Linked DNA regions of Pan troglodytes: region 1 is linked to region 2. Evidence: chromatin contacts called from public HiChIP or PLAC-seq data. All regions are on one chromosome and are shown on one strand. The core of a region is the stretch at or near the end of the contact, and the rest is flanking DNA. Distances in the headings are between cores, read along the strand shown. Region 1 holds the start of PCIF1 (phosphorylated CTD interacting factor 1). Region 2 holds the start of ZSWIM1 (zinc finger SWIM-type containing 1).

Region 1 (5,401 bases), core at 2,173-4,672, 53 kb before region 2:
AAAAAGGTTGAGAACCACTGACCAAGGTACGAAAAAAATGAAGCTGCCTTGATTCTCTGGGCAGGAAGAATTCCTGATGCCTTGGGGGCTGAGCACACAGGTTTCAAGACTGAATGAAGTCCCCCTTTCTCTCACCCTCTGGGGTCTGCAACGTTAGCATGAGAGGCTTTTCTTCTCCAGCCGGATGGACCCCCACAGGGTCCCACAGAGGCAAGGAAAGGCCTGCAGGAAGACTCAGCACAGGCGAATGGGCTGGTCAGCAGTGGAGTGGACGGGAGCCCAGGGGATTCCTTGCATCAGCAGCTGGAAAGCAAATAGGAAAACAGTCACAGACCTGTGGGATGCTGCAGGGCAGGGACAAGAGGGACAAAAACAAAGAGCAAGTTGGGGGCCTCCAGGGCAGGACACACCGGGAGAGGGGATGAGGGAATACAGGGGATGAAAATGATACCTCTTTAAGCTTTCTCACCAATAGGTTTGCTTTCATGGGCATGTGACCTGCGCGGCTGCACAGGGATCCACATTCAGGAAAGCCCTGAGCTTGGTGTAAGGCTCTGCCGTCACTGTCTTAAAATTTTTAATAACTTTTTAACAAGGAGCTCACATTTACATTTTGCACACTGGGCCCCACAAACTCTGTAGCCAGTCCTGCCAACTGAAGTACCCTTAGGCTGGGCACGGTGGCTTTGGCAACTTGGGAGCTGGGCTAGGAGTTCAAAACCAGCCTCGGCAACATAGTGAGCCCCCAGCTCTACAACAAATAAAGCTTTTTGTTTGGTTGGTTTTGGTTTCCTTTGAGACGGAGTGAGACTCCGTCACCCAGGCTGGAGTGCATTGCACGATCTCGACTCACTGCAACCTCCAACTCCTGGGTTCAAGCGATTCTCCTGTGTCAGCCTCTCAGTAGCTGGGATTACAGCCATGAGCCACAGCTGGCTAATTTTCTGTACTTTTAGTAGAGACGGGATTTCACCATGTTGGCCAGGCTGGTCTCGAACTCCTGACCTCAAGAGATCCACCCACCTGGGCCTCCGAAAGTGCTGGGATTACAGGTGTGAGCCACTGCGCCGGGCCCAAATAAAAAAAAATTGCACCTGCAGTCCCAGCTACTCAGGAGGCTGAGGTGGAAGGGTCACTTGAGCCCAGGAGTTCGAGGCTGCAGTGAAGTATGATCATGCCACTGTGCTCCAGCCTGGGTGACAGGGCAAGACCTCATCTCTTAAAAAATAAAAGAGGCCGGGCGCGGTGGCTCACGCCTGTAATCCCAGCACTTTGGGAGGCCCAGGTGGGCGGATCACGAGGTCAGGAGATCAAGAGCATCCTGGCTAACACGGTGAAACCCCGTCTCTACTAAAAATACAAAAAAAAAAAAAAAAAAAAATTAGCCCGGCGTGGTGGCGGGAGCCTGTAGTCCCAGCTACTCGGGAGGCTGAGGCAGAAGAATGGCATGAACCCGGGAGGCGGAGGTTGCAGTGAGCTGAGATCGCGCCACTGCACTCCAGCCCAGGCGACAGAGCAAGACTCCGTCTCAAAATAAATAAATAAAAATAAAAAATAAAATAAAGTACCCTTAGACCAGAGAAAAATCAACAAACATACCTATCACTGATCTGTGGGGGCACAATCCCAAGCCTCCCACAGCAAGTCAAAGACACGCTCTGAATAATGTCTTGCAAAAATAAAAACATGCAAACACATTATGTGACACATCTTGTTCGCCTTTATTGAAAAATATTTTCCCCAAGAAACATCCTGTGATATTGATGCACCGGGTAGATGAACTTTGCAGAATACGCACAAGCGGCACAGCTTAGTGTGAGGCTAAATGGGGACACTGCAGTATTTCCAAAGCCAGCTGTGCATCAGAATCATCTTGGAGTTTGTAAAAAAAAAAAAAAAAAAAAAAAAATCAGACTCCTGTGCCTCACTGCGCATCTCAGAAGCCAGAAATACGGAGGTGAGGCACACAAGAATTTGTATTTTTAAAACGCACCGTAAGAGTGACTGGGAGACAGGATGACTCGTTTTTTCACACTATTTGAAAAAATGTACCCATTTTTTGCAATTAAAACCATTTTTAATTTCCTATGTGACTTGAGCGCAGCAGGTCTGTGGCCCAAGTACCAGCCCCTGGGTTGGACAGACCCGGATTCCGGGCCCTTCTGCTTTCCGGCTTATAAACCGGAATCACTCGACCGTTATATGTAGAGTCCAGCATTGTACGCTCCCAGTAAGACATAACTGCTCTTAAGATAACGTCTTTATTTATCCTGTGGCTTCCCGACCCCCACGCATACCGCAGTTTGAGAATTACCGCTGCTCAAGGATAAACAACTGTATCTGCGCAACCAGAAGAACCCATCAAAAGCCAGAGTCCGAGTCCGGGATTGGAGGCACGTGGGGCGGGACCATCTCCGCAATGTACCAATCAGAATTCTCCGGCCCAGTAGGGAGGAGTCAAAGGGCGAACAAAGTACGCAGGCGCGACGGCGCACGAAGGCGAGAGGCGAGGTCCAGCGCGCGCGCGCGCACCTTCCCCTCCCCCTACCCCAGCGAGGGTGGGCTGTTTGGCGCGCGCGCGCGCCGGCCCATCTCCCGGGCTCCGCCCCCCGCCCCGCCGCGCGCTCCCGCCCCCGGGCTGAGGCGACTCAGAGTCGGAGCCCGACACAAAGGCGGTGGCGGCGGCAGCAGCGGAGGGGCCCTAGAGGCCGCTCCGCTCGGGCTCTCCGGGCCCACCTCCCTCACTTCGGCCACCGGCGCGGCTGCCCACCCGCGGGTCTAAGATGGCGGCGGCAACAGAGACAGGGCAAGCGGCAGTCCCGAGCAGAAAGCGCCGGAGGGGCCGCCGCCCCCCAGCTTCGGATCCCCAGACCCTGGCGCGGCTCGCTGCGGGACCATGGCTTCCTGGGACTCTTACCTGCCTGGAGCGGACTGGAGGGGACGCGGCTACACGTTCTGCTCGACCGCCCGTTTTGCCGCCTCCGCCTCGCCCTCCCCAGCGCCGCTGCCGCCATCTTGTGTCCCGGGCCGGGACTCCGCGCTGCGCATGCGCTGGTACCGCCTCTGAGGGACCTCGCCGCGGCCGCGCCGCCATCTTGAGTGTGGCAGGGTCGGCTGGCTCCTCGCACCCAGCTTGCTTTCGGCCCCCTCCCCTTCTTCCCATCCGTCCCTGCTGTTCCTTGTGGCGCTGAGCAAGGGGAGACAGCTTTGTAGGCCTGCGGGTGGACTGAGGAAGGAATGAATTCACTGGCACGCCCCCGCCTCAGTTTCCCCCTCGAGCACACACGCAGGAGCCGGATGTTCGCGGTGGGCGGTGCGCGGCGGGGTTGGACTTAGCGTGCGCACTGGGGGGCGTGGGGCTGTCTTAGAACCTGCGGGGGTCTCGGGCTCTGCCGCCGGCCCAGGGGAGGCATCGTGGTGACGTAGGCTCCGGACGTAGGAGGGACCTGGGTCCTGGCACCCGCGCGGCTCTGCCTCTTCCAGCCAGTCTCTTTCCCTCTCTGGGCCTCTGTGCTGCGTGGTGTCCAAATGTTAAGAAGCCCTGCCCCATGCCCGGGCTACATATACATCGAACCCAAGCTGTAAATGCTCTTGAGTAGAAGCAACTTAAACTAGCCTTCGGGGGCAAGTAATAGAGATGGCTTTCGGCAGAGTTGGGAAATCAACTAAATGCATTGTAGGGCCTTTCCAACATTGACATCTGTGGCCATTAGTTGCAGTTCAAAGCCTCACTGAGCCCTCAAACCAGCTACAGCGGGTAGCCTGGCAGGGAACTGGCAGCTGTGAGGTGCTCCTCATCCGGCTCCCTGCAGGATTCTTTTTGGTAGGAGCCTGCAGGCGTCCGAGTGGTAGCTCCACCCATCTCCGGTCTCCCCAGCAAGCAGCCCTTCTATTGCTAGCTTGAGAGGAGGAAAAGCTTGCCACCTGCTGTCAGACCGGCGCTTGTGTGGAGCCAGGGGCTGTAGGTACCCCGGCTAAATAGCCTTTCAGATGTCCATGGTCCCGGCTGCACGCCAGCGTGGGGGCAGGCAGGCGGACGCTCAAGAAAAACGGAGGCACCGATATGAGTAGTAATTGAGAACGAGGGTTCAGATCCTCATCTGATTTCAATCCCTGCTCCTCCACCCCAAATGTGTGGCCTTGAAGGAGTTAACCAATTTAAATTTTAGTTTCCTCAGTGGAAGATAATAAATCCGCCTACCTCATAAAGGTTTGGTGAGAATTAACTCAGGTGATGCATGTGAAGTCCTCAGCGCAATACCTGGCGCTTCCTAAGTGCTGAATCGGTTAGCCGTGATCATCTCACAGTGGCATGAGCATTGCTCCAAGTAGATTTGAGCCCTCCAGAAATAAGCCAGCTCCATATAGGCACAGCAGTTCTGCCCTCGCAGAGCTTCCCGTTCAGATAAGAGGCCTGATGGGAAACCAGACTCCTGGGCCCTGTCTCAGTTCTGGAAGGGTGGGGGGCCAGCTTTGATTTATGCCTGCTGCCCTGGCATAATTACTAATATTGCCTCCTTTTTCAGAACTGCCCTGCTTTAGGCCGGGCGTGGTGGCTCACCCCAGTAATCCCAGCACTTTGGGAGGCCGACGCAGGTGGACCACCTGAGGTCAGGAATTCAAGACCAGCCTGGCCAACACGACGAAACCCCGTCTCTACTAAAATTACAAACATGAGCCAGGCCTGGTGGCGCGCGCCTGTAATCCCAGCTACTCGGGAGGCTGAGGCAGGAGAATCACATGATCCCGGGAGGCAGAGGTTGCAGTGAGTCGAGATCGCGCCACTGCACTCCAGCCTGGGCGACAGAGTGAGACTCCTGTCTCAAAAAAAAGTACTGCTTTGGGCAGTAAACTACGTGGTCGCTCTTGACCTACGGGATAACCAGTTTTCCATGCTCATGCCCCCCAGCTAGCCCGCGCTTTCACTAAAGTTTAAAAACCATGTAGTGATTGTTACCCCCCTTTTTTTTTTTGAGACGAAATCTCGCACTGTCGCCCGGGCTGGATTGCAGTGGCGCGATCTCGGCTCACTACAACCTCTGCCTCCCGGGTTCAAGCAATTCTGCCTCAGCCTCCCAAGTAGCTGGAATTACAGGCACCCGCCACCAAGCCCAGCTAGTTTTATTTGTATTTTTAGTAGAGACGGTGTTTCACGATGTTGGCCAGGCTGGTCTCAAACTCCTGACCTCATGATCCGCCCGCCTCGGCCCCCCAAAGTGCTGGGATTACAGGCGTGAGCCACCGCGCCCGGCCTTTTATCTATTCTTTTATGTTTTCAAAGTATTTTCTCATTCATTGTTCAGATTCTCTTAATTGATAACCAAGATACCAAACATCCCAAGTGCCTAGTCTTCTGTTTTATCATGGAATTCTGTGAATTATTACCTAAATTTGCCCATGA
Region 2 (5,216 bases), core at 676-3,175:
GAACTTGGCCTGGAGGAACTTACAAATGTGGAAGGCTGAGAGAAGGACCTCAGCTGTGGGGAACTCCATGGCTAGGATAGGCAGTGGAAGGAAATGAGGATCCACCAGGATGGTACAGACTCTCTCCCATGCTGGATTAAACTTCTTGAATACCTGGAACATCTGGGCCAGGCCTTCAGTGTCCTCCTTGGCAGGGATGGCAAAGTAGACTGCTCGGGCAAGATGACCCTCCAGCTGCACCCGAGGTCCATCCACCAGGAAGGTATATAAGACCTTACCCCTTAGGTTATAGGTCCGGTGGATAAATAAGATCTCAGGGAAATGGTCAAAGACACTTTGCATAAAGCAGCTCTGGTAGTTGAAGGTATCTAACTGGGCAGTCTTGTTAACCTGGTGCAGCAGCATAGGTGGGCTTGAGTCCTTAATCAGGAGCCCATTCAGCATTGTCAGGGCCATGGGAGAGATGGGAGCTGTCCAAATGCCAAGGTCAAAATACTTTCTTTGCAGGGCAGCTGACCACGGGGCTTTGAGTCTCTCAAGCATCAAGTAAGCTGAGGCTGGAGGCTAGACAATCATTCCCAGATCTTTTTTCCAAAGATGGGCCTATGGAGAGTAACAGAGGTTTAAGGAGACAGCAGGGACCTGGCTCTTCAATTATTCATCCACACAATATTTGTTGAACACTTACTATATGTCAGCACTGTTCTAGGGGAAGATACACAATAAACATGTAAACAAATAAGCAAATACATATCCAATAATGAAGCTTACAAAGACCATAAACCTGAGTAACATGTCAGAGAGTAAGCTGGGGAAGGGAGGGATACTTTAGTTAAAGTGGTAATGGAAGGCCTCTCAGGGGAGAAGGATGACATTGGAGCTGAAATCTAAATGATAAGAAGTTAGCTATGGAAAGATATGGTTCCAGGGGATTTAAATAGGTATGGCCAGAGCTGCATACGGCCTTTTAAAAAAATAGCATTCTAGCCAGGTGCAGTGGCTCACACCTGTAATCCCAGCACTTTGGGAGGCCAAGGTGGGCAGATAACTTGAGGTTGGGAGTTCGAGACCAGCCTGGCCAACATGGTAAAAACCCGTCTCTACTAAAAATACAAAAAGAATTAGCCGGGTGTGGTGCCCCATGCCTGTAGTCTCAGCTACTCGGGAGGCTGAGGCAGGAGACCTGCTTGAACCCAGGAGGCTGAGGTTGCAGTGAGCCGAGATTGCGCCACTGCACTCCAGCTCTGGGTGACAGAGTGAAACTCTGTCTCAAAAAATAAAATAAAATAAAAATACGATTTTATATTTATAAATGACTGATTGGCATCCATTCTTTCCTTTGGTCCTGGTATGTATAAGAGAACTGCAATTGCTCCAAACTAGCTGTGTTATCTTGGGCAAGTCAATGACCCTCTCTGAGCCTCAATCCCTTCCACCATAAAATATGGCTAACAAATGTGCATAGCTTCTCCTGCCTCTACTATATCCCTCTTTTAGCAGCAATACTCTATTCCATTGTTTCCTCTATTTGGCCCCAGACCGAGTTACTGTCCTCATTTTACAGATGATAAATTAAGGCTCAAAGAAGCTAAGTGACTTGCCCACCATTACTCTGTAAGTAGCTGAAAGTTGAGTCTGGTTCGGGATCCTGACTGCTGTCCACAGTACCTGGGGTCCAAAAACCAACAGAGGGAATACGGCCTTTGACCTCTCACCTCTAACCTGGGTGGGAGATGTGGATGTCTGACGTTCCCAGAGTCCAGCTGGAGCCAGATGAGAAGAAAACCTTCCTCCCATCCCTTTGGGAGCTGTGTGACGGCTAACTGCGGTGATCCGCTGTCTCACACTTCCACCCCTTCAGGAAGCACTCACCCACAGCCAGGCTCCGTCGCCATTTCTCCCTATTTGACCCTGCCTCCGACTCTGACTGACATCCAAACTCACCAACCACAGCGTCAGCATCGCAGTGACTCGGACCAATGTCTGAGGAATTCGCTTTCAGGCTTTAGCGCCACGGACCAATCGTAGCGTGACGATTCGCGGGAGGGCCGTGTTGCCAGGGTTACAAGGAGCTGGCTGGAGGTAAAGATACTTGCATCTGGGAGAGCTGAGCCTTGAAGCTGGAGCTCCGGGGCCTCCCTTCAGGCTAGGCGACTGGAAGGACACGTTACTATGGAAACCCCCTCAAAAGCAGAAAATGAAAAGGAAAATAAATAGCAGTTATATATAATATATATATTTTTTCTTTTTCTTTTTTTTTTTTGAGATGGAGTCTCGCACTGTCGCCTGGGATGGAGTGCAGTGGCAAGATCTCGACTCACAGCAACCTCCGCCTCCCAGGTTCAAGCAATGATTCTCTTGCCTCAGCCTCCTGAGTAGCTGGGATTACAGGCACCCACCACCACGCCCAGTTAATTTTTTGTATTTTTAGTAGAGACGGGGTTTCACCCTGTTGGCCAGGCTGGTCTCGAACTCCTGGCCTCGTGATTCGCCCACCTCAGCCTCCCAAAGTGCTGGGATTACAGGCGTGAGCCACCACGGGTTTTGTTTTGTTGTGTGTGTGTGTGTGTGTGTAACTCTAAAGCCCCTGGAGTTTAGGAAACAGTGCATATATAGTCGTAACGCATATTCTACCTTATGGGGAAACTGAGTTCCAGGTCTCAAATTCTACTCCTCCTTCGGGGATCAGGAGCCCAACTTTTAGAGCTGAGGAAATCCAGATCCCCTTAAACAAGCCAAAACTTGGCATTCTCTAGCCCAACCCCCTCCAGTATTCTACAGAATGATGCCATGACTTACTTAGGGTCCTACTACAGTAGTGCAAGGGCCTACTGACTGGTCTCTTGTCCTCAGTTCCCTTGAAGATGGCAGACTTAGAAAACTGGGTGTTTACCAGGCCTTGGAGGATTAAGATTACCAACTAGCAACATCAAATCAGTGTTGGTACTTACGCATCGAAAATGTTATTGGGCTGGGTGCAGTAGGTCATCCCTTTAATCCCAGCACTTTGAGAGGCTGAGGCAGGTGGATTGCCTGAGATCGGGAGTTCAAGACCAGCCTGACCAACATGGTGAAACCCCATCTCTAAATACAAAAAATTAGGCAGGCGTGGTGGCACATGCTTATAATCCGAGCTACTCAAGAGGCTGAGGCAGAATCGCTTGAACCCAGTAGGCAGAGGTTGCAGTGAGCCGAGATTCTGCCATTGCACTCTAGCCTGGGCAACAAGCAACAAGAGTGAAACTCCATCTCAAAACAAAAAACAAAACACAAAAAGGTGCTTATGTAAACCTAGAGGGGAAATCTGGGATTAGAACAGGCCAACATGCTAATTTTTACAGAGGAAACTGAGGTCAAAGAAATTGCCCACAGTTCCCCAGCAAATTGCTGGCAGTCAAGTCTAAGATTCAGGTTTTTCCCCCACACCCTCCAGTCTATTTGGCCTCTTCCCACTAGAATATAAGGAAACCTGAAATCAACCTTGAAGGCTTAGTTGTAGGAAGGAGGCAAATTAAGACGCAGATTGCCAAATCCTTGAATGTGAGGCATCAGGTTCTATTTGGCTCCACAACCCCATTAGGTTGCTAATACTTAATTTTCTTTTCTTTTCTTTTTTTGTTGTTGTTGTTGTTGTTTTTTGCTTGAGATAGAGTCTCACTCTGTCACCCAGGCTGGAGTGCGGTGGCACGATCTAGGCTCACTGCAACCTCTGCCTCCTGGGTTCAAGCGATTCTCCTGCCTCAGCCTCCCAAGAAGCTGGGATTACAGGTGCACCACCACGCCTGGCTAATTTTTGTATTTTTAGTAGAACAGGGTTTCGCCATGTTGGCCAGGCTGGTCTCGAACTCCTGACCTCAGATGATCCATCCACCCGCCTCGACATCCCAAAGTGCTGGGATTATGAGTGTGAGCCACTGCGCCTGGTCTCAATTTTCTTTAAAATTAATAAATCCACCTAGAGCAGCCACTTCCTAACTGTAAAGTCGAGTCCTATTGCTATGCAATTCCTCTTCCTTCCCTGATCAAGCAGAACACATTTCCCTTGTTTATTTAATTTTATTAAAAACAACTTTAATATGAATAAAAAGTTACAAATAAGATTCTTCATAAAGAGCAGCAACAGCCAAAGATCATCCTCATTCCCTTTGTCCCTGAAAACAGGCCCTTTTACCAGACCGATTTTGTCTCACCCTAACCTGAGGCAGGGATTCATCTTTGCAGAGCAAATAAGATCTGATCTCAGGGGCTGGGGGAGGAAGAGGGTGACCTTGCAGCACAGAGATAACTTTGGCCTTGAACAACAACTGAGGCTCCCAAGGAATGCCAAAAGTAGGGCTGAAAAGGGGCAGATTGAAAGGACTGTCACACAGTGGAGTTCCTTTCCTCTCTACTGTAACAATATTCCTAGCCCCACCTAGGAAGACATTGGCTAAAATGCTAAACCCTAGTATGTCCTGCCCACTTTAAACTCTCACACTTCCAAGGAGAAGTGTTTGTGGTCCAATGCTTCAGCTAAAGTGCTTCAATAATGCATCGCAGCTGTAGCAGGAGGGAATCCCTCCCCTTCTTCTTGCTTTCCCCAGAGGAAAGGGAGGCGGCCCACGTCCTTAAAGTCTCCTGGCTGCTGAAGGAGCTCAGATGGCTGGGAGGGGCCAGCCCAGATATCCACAATCTTGCGCAGGGTGGAGTAGCGTTCCTCCAGCTCTGGCCCCTCGGTCTGCATGAGCAGGTTTGCTAACTCCCTGCTTAGGTCCTGAATCATGTCGTTCCGTCCTTGCTTCTCAGGCTGGCCTGTGTTTGGGACCATACCACGATCCTGGAGCTCCCCATTGGGCCCAAGGAGGTGCTGGTACTTCTTCTGCCACCGGCGGCACACCATGGCTTCACCAACCGGCTGCTGGCTGGTGTGCAGCAGAGCCAAAATGTGTCGGCATGGCAGGTGGTACCATTGTTGAAAGGAACAGCTGCAGCTACAGCCATCTTTGCTAACCTGGTGAGAGTCCTCTAGCAGCTGAACGTCCACTGAAGAGCCAGCCATGTCCACCAGGTGGGTGGAGTTCTGTACCACCTCCCACTCATTGTGGCACAGCTTGTAGGCTAGTTCAGAGCCACTCTGGTGCAAGGTGTCCAGCATGCCAACCTGCGAGGGCGGCACCTGTGACTGCTGCTGTACCTGTACCTGCTGTGCGTCTGGCTTGGTCTCTTCTGCAGGGAGG

Evidence for each region. HiChIP or PLAC-seq counts read pairs in DNA pulled down with a chosen protein or histone mark.
Region 1: an H3K4me3 HiChIP or PLAC-seq map of stem cell-derived excitatory neurons shows a contact between it and region 2, with 2.6 times the contacts expected there. The contact joins the promoter of PCIF1 here to the promoter of ZSWIM1 in region 2.

What each region holds. Positions count from the first base shown.
Region 1 is chr21:52,198,856-52,204,256 of NHGRI_mPanTro3-v2.0_pri, reverse strand. It overlaps PCIF1 (phosphorylated CTD interacting factor 1), which reads right to left and starts at 3,422. Exons shown (of 17, transcript XM_514687.8): 1 at 2,918-3,422; 2 at 136-303.
Region 2 is chr21:52,144,412-52,149,627 of NHGRI_mPanTro3-v2.0_pri, reverse strand. ZSWIM1 (zinc finger SWIM-type containing 1) reads right to left here and starts at 1,925. Exons shown (of 2, transcript NM_001251838.2): 1 at 1,873-1,925; 2 at 1-603. The coding sequence starts at 543. ZSWIM3 (zinc finger SWIM-type containing 3) reads right to left here. Exons shown (of 2, transcript XM_525341.8): 2 at 4,037-5,216. The coding sequence ends at 4,523.